Regions from separate parts of the Zea mays genome. Here region 1 is linked to region 2. A link is a contact called in public Hi-C data. All regions are on one chromosome and are shown on one strand. Each heading gives the region's core, a stretch centred on a gene start, on an enhancer-like site or on the middle of the called end of the contact. The rest is flanking DNA. Distances are from core to core; before and after follow the strand shown.

Region 1 (3,107 bases), core at 94-2,593, 280 kb before region 2:
TTTTTATCTATTTATTATATCTCTTTATGTTTTGGTTCCTGTGTAGATATGTATCTTCTCCTTTGTCTTTTTTAGCTGCGGTGCCATACTATGTTTTTCTTAACAACCTATTTAGTGAACTATACTATATATCTCCTGGATTGGGACTTGGGAGTGGCCTAAGTAATACTGTTACTACCTGAATAGGTCATGGGAACCACTTGTCACTCAAACGGTGGGACCCACAAGTCAAGCAAACACCTCCTAAGAGTAGTTTGCTATTTTAGAAACTCCATTTTTACAAGTTCTAAGGAAAAATAAACTAATTTCTTATGTGAAAATAAAAATTACTTAGAAAAATGATATTCCTAGACCAGCCCTAAGTGTTGACTTCAGGCCTGCATGAGTAGGGAGCGATTGTAGTTTGGATGAAATGATATTTTCTATTGCAGCAGATTACCGTAGTTACCTCAGATTTGATGCGAAATATTGAAAATAGAGAGCGAGCGATAGTGCAGTTTAGCTTAGCCATAGAAGAGCGCAAATTAAATAACAAGCTACTAGAACAAGAATCAAAACGTAGCGTGGTCTCCCGAGAAGTGGAGATTCAAGGAACGTACTGTCCAAGCTGAACTGGGAGTAGTGGAGGCCGAAGGCGGCCGGGTCGGTCGACGGCAGCAGCGGGCGGCGGCCTTCCTTGACGTAGAGGGCGACGGCGGCCGCCACCAGGTCCGCCACGGTCCACTCGGCGGGCGCCATGACGTGCAGCGGCCACATGCTCTGCTGCACCGCCACGCTGACCAGGACCTTGCTCGGCGTCCTCCGCCCCGCGTCGCCGTCCGGGGGCGGGGACCCGGAGCGGAAGCTCGCCCCCCGGACGCCGGCGAGCAGGTCGGGCAGCGTCTTGGGCCTCTGCTTCTGCGGCTGGTGGTGCCGCTGCTCCGTCCCGCGCCCGTGGAACGACGCCGACCGCTGGGCCGGGGCCGGGGCCGCCGCCGCCCCCTGCCGCTGCCTGCCGCCCTTCTCACCGTGCGGCGGCGCCAGAGGAGGCATCGCGAGCGCCGGCTGGCTGCAGAGGCGGGGGGGCTCTAGACGTCGCGGCGATCCGGCCGCTGGCGGTGACGGTGGACGAGAGCCACGTACTCACGTTCGGTGGCGGCCGGACGACGAGGCGGTCAATGCGAAGCGGAGCATGCTGCGGGGAGAGGAGGCTGCTGCTGCTGCTGCAGTCACCATGCGCGCAGGAGGGTGGAGGTGGAGCCTTGTGATGAGTTCCGCGAGGATGCACCAGGACCAGAGAGGCTACTAGTAATAAGTAACCAGTCAGCGAGCGGCTCGTCGTCCTGGGGTAAAGGCTGAGAAAGAGAAAGCAGACGCGAGGATTTAAGGACGTCACTAGCCTGTTAGCCGTCGTCCCATCAATAATTGGATTCGTTCGGGTTCGGGGTCCTACTACACCATCAGTTCAGTTTCGGCTGCGCTGGAAAACTACACAAGAATCTCCGAGAGATACTGTGGAGAAACACTAGCTAGGTCTACGTTGCTGTCGAACGCGGCCGGCGAGGGCAGCGGCCAGCGGCGGATGGTGACCAGAGTGAGCCTTGTTCGGTTAATCCTGTTACCCATGAATTAGGTAAGATTAGAAAAAATTAAGAAAGAGTTTGACTTAATTGAGATTTAAACTCACTCAATTCGACTCAATTCATGTCGATTGGGAGCGCGCGTTCCAATCGGCAGGCAGGCCCAAGCAAATACTCCCACGGGATGGACGGTTCGCTGCTAGTACTGCAACCACTAATTGTTTACTACTGACTTGCCGTCCGCAAAGCCCGATCCGTAGCTGAAGTGTTTCCGGTACAGCATGAATGAATGATTGGCGGCGTCGGGGATTTTTGGGATCGCGGCGGAAAAGAACGGGTTGGGAAGAAAGATGCCCGCCCGGGAAGCGCCGCGCCGGGACAGCGAAGGGACAGGCGCGGTGGAGCTCGCTACTGGGGGAGGGCGCGCGGGCGGGGGCCTGATTGATGATGACGACGACACGAGACGACACGCGCTGCCCAAATAATGCACCCCGCACGGTCCGCAGCAGCTCGTGCTGCACTGCATGCCCGCGCGCACGTGCGCCGGGCACTGGATGAGCATGAGCTTCGGATGGGGTTTCGAGGAAATGAAACCGCTACGATGTCAGAGTCGGACCACACACATACAGCGAAGCGACGACGCGCGTACGCTCGACGCTCGTGGAACACGCCACCAGCTGCCAGCAGTCACCTTACGTTCCATGGCCAGCCGCAGTAGGCAACGCACGGCCAGTCGGCCAGCCACCGATCACTCGCTGTCGCTGCTATCGCGTCGCCAAAAAAATTATCTGCATCCTGCGGCGCTCGATCGCTCACCGGTACGTAGCTAATAGGCCTAGGGCTACTCCTGAGTATAGCCCCTGACAGAGCAAGGTGAGGCGTCTCGTCCTCAACCTCTCTGCCTACCATGGACTCGGTCGGCCATCCCTTTCTGGCTCTGTTTGCTTCGCCGCCCAATGCATACCATCCAGTTCCTCGTCCGCGGCCACCTATGTTTTCTCCAGAAGCTAGAGGTAGCGCACTAGCGCCGAATGCCTGCGCACCTAATTCAATCAGGATGCCCATCCCCAGTGAGGCTTCTCGTTTGGAAAGCCCAAACCACGGGACGAAACCCGAACGCTTCCCCCGGGACGCTCCCCGGCGTGGAAAGAAGCCCTGGGCTGAGGCGCCTTGGCATTTGGAAGCCCAACAGCATGGGAAATCCTACCCGACCCCAGGCGTTTTCCACGCGGCAGAGCTCCCTCGCCTCTCGAGTCAAGGCGGCTGTTCCCAGGGATCTGACGGCGACTTCCGCGGCAGCTCCTTCGTCCCGTCGGTGATCACCCTCCCTCGACCCCTCACCGTACCCACCTCTCGCGCGGTCGCGCCCAGTTCCACCGCCCAAAGCCAACCTCACCAGACTGAGGCACAGTTGGAATGGCGTCACTGAAGCTCCGTGGGGCAGAAGCTAGAGCTTAGCTGCTCGACGTGGCTCTACAACATGTGAAGTTTTGCTTGGCTTCTTCTCTTTCTGCTTTGACACATTTCAAAACTAAATCTGATGGTGGT
Region 2 (2,849 bases), core at 78-2,577:
GGTGCTGCCGTGAAATTTCCAGTAATTTTATCTCGTCGTGAGAAGAATAAAGAAAACACGTACGGCGAGTACTTGCGGTTTCGCTGGATGGGGTGGGGGCATGAATCTTGCGTTGTCCAACGCCCCAGTCCGGCCGGCGCCGGTCACATGGTTGTGTCTGGCGCAAAGGGCGTTTCGCAGCCGTGTTTTGTTTACTACGAGCGCAGGCAAAGGCGATGCGTGCAGCAGTGCAGGGTCGTTCACTGCTTCGGCAGGAGCAAGTAGTAGTAGGGGCGTGCCGGCCGGCGGCCGGCCAACCGCCAGTAAAAGCGATCTTTCGTTGGGCGCCAGCATGCATGCATCAACGCCGAGGACGGTTCGGCACGCCACGCACCCACACGCATACGCGGTGGCCACCGGCTGCCAGTGCCGGCTGGAGATAGGAGTAGCCAGCCCTCTCTTCCCTTGGCCACAGGCAACGGCGCCGCTCCCGACTTTAATTACCACTCATGCGCGACGCCCACCCAGTTCCCTATTCTATTTCACCAAGCGGTCGCACGCACATGCGCGACGGGGCAAGGGAGGAAGGTTCGGCGCTGAAAACCCTGTGGCCGGTGACCGCACGGCAGTAGTACGGCACGGGAAGCTATAGCTGCGTCCGTGCCCGTGCGCACGGCAGTACGGAAGCCGGGGACGAGCCGACGAGGAGGAGGCAGGAGGGAAGGGATAGTTGGGTGGGTTCGCTGGGGGGAACGCACACCCCGAGCGCCGCCGCTTGGTTTGTCGCGGGGCGAGACGCGTCGGCAGTGCAGGTCCACTGCTGCCCTGCCTGTGGCTGTCCCGGCTGGCAGTGGCAGCTTTGGACTTTTTCACTTTCGGAGCTGGTCTCCGGCTCTGGCTTGCGGTCAGGGAGCCTGTCAGGGCGCGCAGTGCCACCACGACGGGGGTATTTTCGTGGTCTCCAGTTGGAAACGTGTGCTCCTAGTCCTAGACTTGCATCATGTCCGACGTTTTAGCGTTTGGCCCTCGTGTTGTAATAACCGTCCGTGTTTTCGGTAGCACCGTCGTGTCCATTATTCTTTCCATGACTCCATCCGGTATGCACGGAATTCCTTGTTGCAGATTGCAGTACTGTGTGAGTTGCATGATGGTCAAATCTGCGTACTATACTGTTATCAACTTTTAGCGTCGCCACGGCATCCGGGATACGGCGTACGTGGTGTACTATGGACGTGGCCCATTCTACCTCGGCCTAGAGCCGCCCTCGTGCCAGGGCTTCCCTCTGTGGCGGCAGCCGGCAGGTGCCGCCCCCCGTTTCGTTTGGGAAGTTTCAGTGGAACCATTTGTTACTAAAGCGCGGTAGCCGGTAGAGAAAGAGATGCGTTCTCTCGCGACTCCTCGCATTGCTCGTACCCTGACCCGGCAGTTTACAACAAAAGCCCGGAAACGGAAGGGAAAAAGCCCGAAAGGGTAGTAAGTACAAAGTTGAAGGAGGCCGAAACCGAGATTTGCCTCGGCTACACGCGAATCTGTGCTCCCGCTGGACCCACTGGTGATTGAAGGGAATTAAAAGGAGCACGGCGGGAGGAAACTGAAACTGTTAGAGCTGTGGTGGTGGCAGAGCAGTGGTAACGGAAGAGATGCATATGGCATATGAGCTGGGGATGAGAGCGAAAGGGTTATACCTACCTTGTACAAGCCCCAGTCGACTGCCTGGCAGGCTTCCCAGTCAAGAGATACCTTTCTCCTGCGATTACCTCTTTTTCTAATGCCCGTCGCCATCGCCAGTTCAACGTAATGCCGGTGCTGCCCGCAAAGCCATCCCCCGTCCCTGCACGCCCCCGCCCCCGCCCCGCGGCCCGGTGGTGGTAATAAGTGGTAGGCGGCCGAAGAATTCCAGGTCGGGGTGCTCGTCCGTCCGTCCGTCCAAGAAGAGGACGACACGAGAGAAGGAAGGTAACCGAGGCATGAAGGACCTGGTGTCGTGCTTCAGCGAGCACGCCGTGCGGATCTCCGACGTGGCCTGCTCTGGCTCCAGCGCCGCCAATGCGGCGGCGGCGGCGGCGGGCGCACCGGAGGCCGCCGGCGGGCGGGCGCCGGCCGTGAGCGCGGTGACCACCGCGTACCGCTCGCGGCTCGCGGCGTCCGGGAAGGAGCTGCTCATCGACGTCACCTGGTCGCGGGCGCCCGACGGGCCCGCGCTCTCCGTCGCGGTCCACGAGGCGGCAGCGGCCGCCGCCCCGCGCAGCCGCGCCGCGGCGCCGCGGCACCTGCACAGGAAGAAGGGGAGCGGGACGTTCACGGCGGGCAGCTGCGTGGTGGGCGTGTTCTGGGACTACGGCGCGGCGCGGTACGCCGGTGGCGCGGGGCCCGAGCCGGCCTCCGGCTTCTACGTCGCCGTGGTGGCGGACGCCGAGTTCGTGCTCCTGCTGGGCGACCTCAGCCGCGGGTACGTCGACCGCCTGCACGGCGGGATACCGGTCGCCGCGTCCCGGCTGGCGCGCCGCCGGGAGCGCTTCGTCGGGCGCGGCCGCTGGGCCACCAAGGCCCGGTTCCTGGAGTCGGGCGACGAGCACGAGATCGGCGTCGTGCTGCGCGACGCCGACGCCGACGCCGAGGCGTGGGTCACCGTCGACGGCCTCAGGGTCGTGCAGCTCCGCCGGCTCCGCTGGAACTTCCGCGGCTGCCACACCATCTTCCTCGACGGCGGCGCCCCCGTCGACATGACGTGGGACCTGCACGGCTGGCTCTTCCACGCCCACGCGCCCGCCGCCGAGTTGCCCCACTCGTCTTCCTCCTGCGCTGTGTTCACGTTCCAGGCGCGCGGCGCGTCAGAGGCAAAGCTGTGGACGGACGACGATTGCTTCCAC

The links. A called contact is a pair of places that touch in the nucleus more often than the background predicts.
Region 1: a contact with region 2 is called in a Hi-C map of ear, with 2.9 times the contacts expected there. The contact joins the promoter of LOC100275426 here to the promoter of LOC103646516 in region 2. A contact is called at or near these places in 3 of 25 Hi-C or Micro-C datasets (ear, endosperm and tassel).

The regions. Positions count from the first base shown.
Region 1 is chr2:61,307,963-61,311,069 of Zm-B73-REFERENCE-NAM-5.0, reverse strand. LOC100275426 reads right to left here and starts at 1,343. Exons shown (of 2, transcript NM_001150880.2): 1 at 600-1,343. The coding sequence starts at 1,032. LOC103646517 (a long non-coding RNA gene) reads left to right here and starts at 2,334. Exons shown (of 2, transcript XR_562238.3): 1 at 2,334-3,041.
Region 2 is chr2:61,028,303-61,031,151 of Zm-B73-REFERENCE-NAM-5.0, reverse strand. It overlaps LOC103646516, which reads left to right and starts at 1,327. Exons shown (of 2, transcript XM_008671248.3): 1 at 1,327-2,849. The coding sequence starts at 1,947.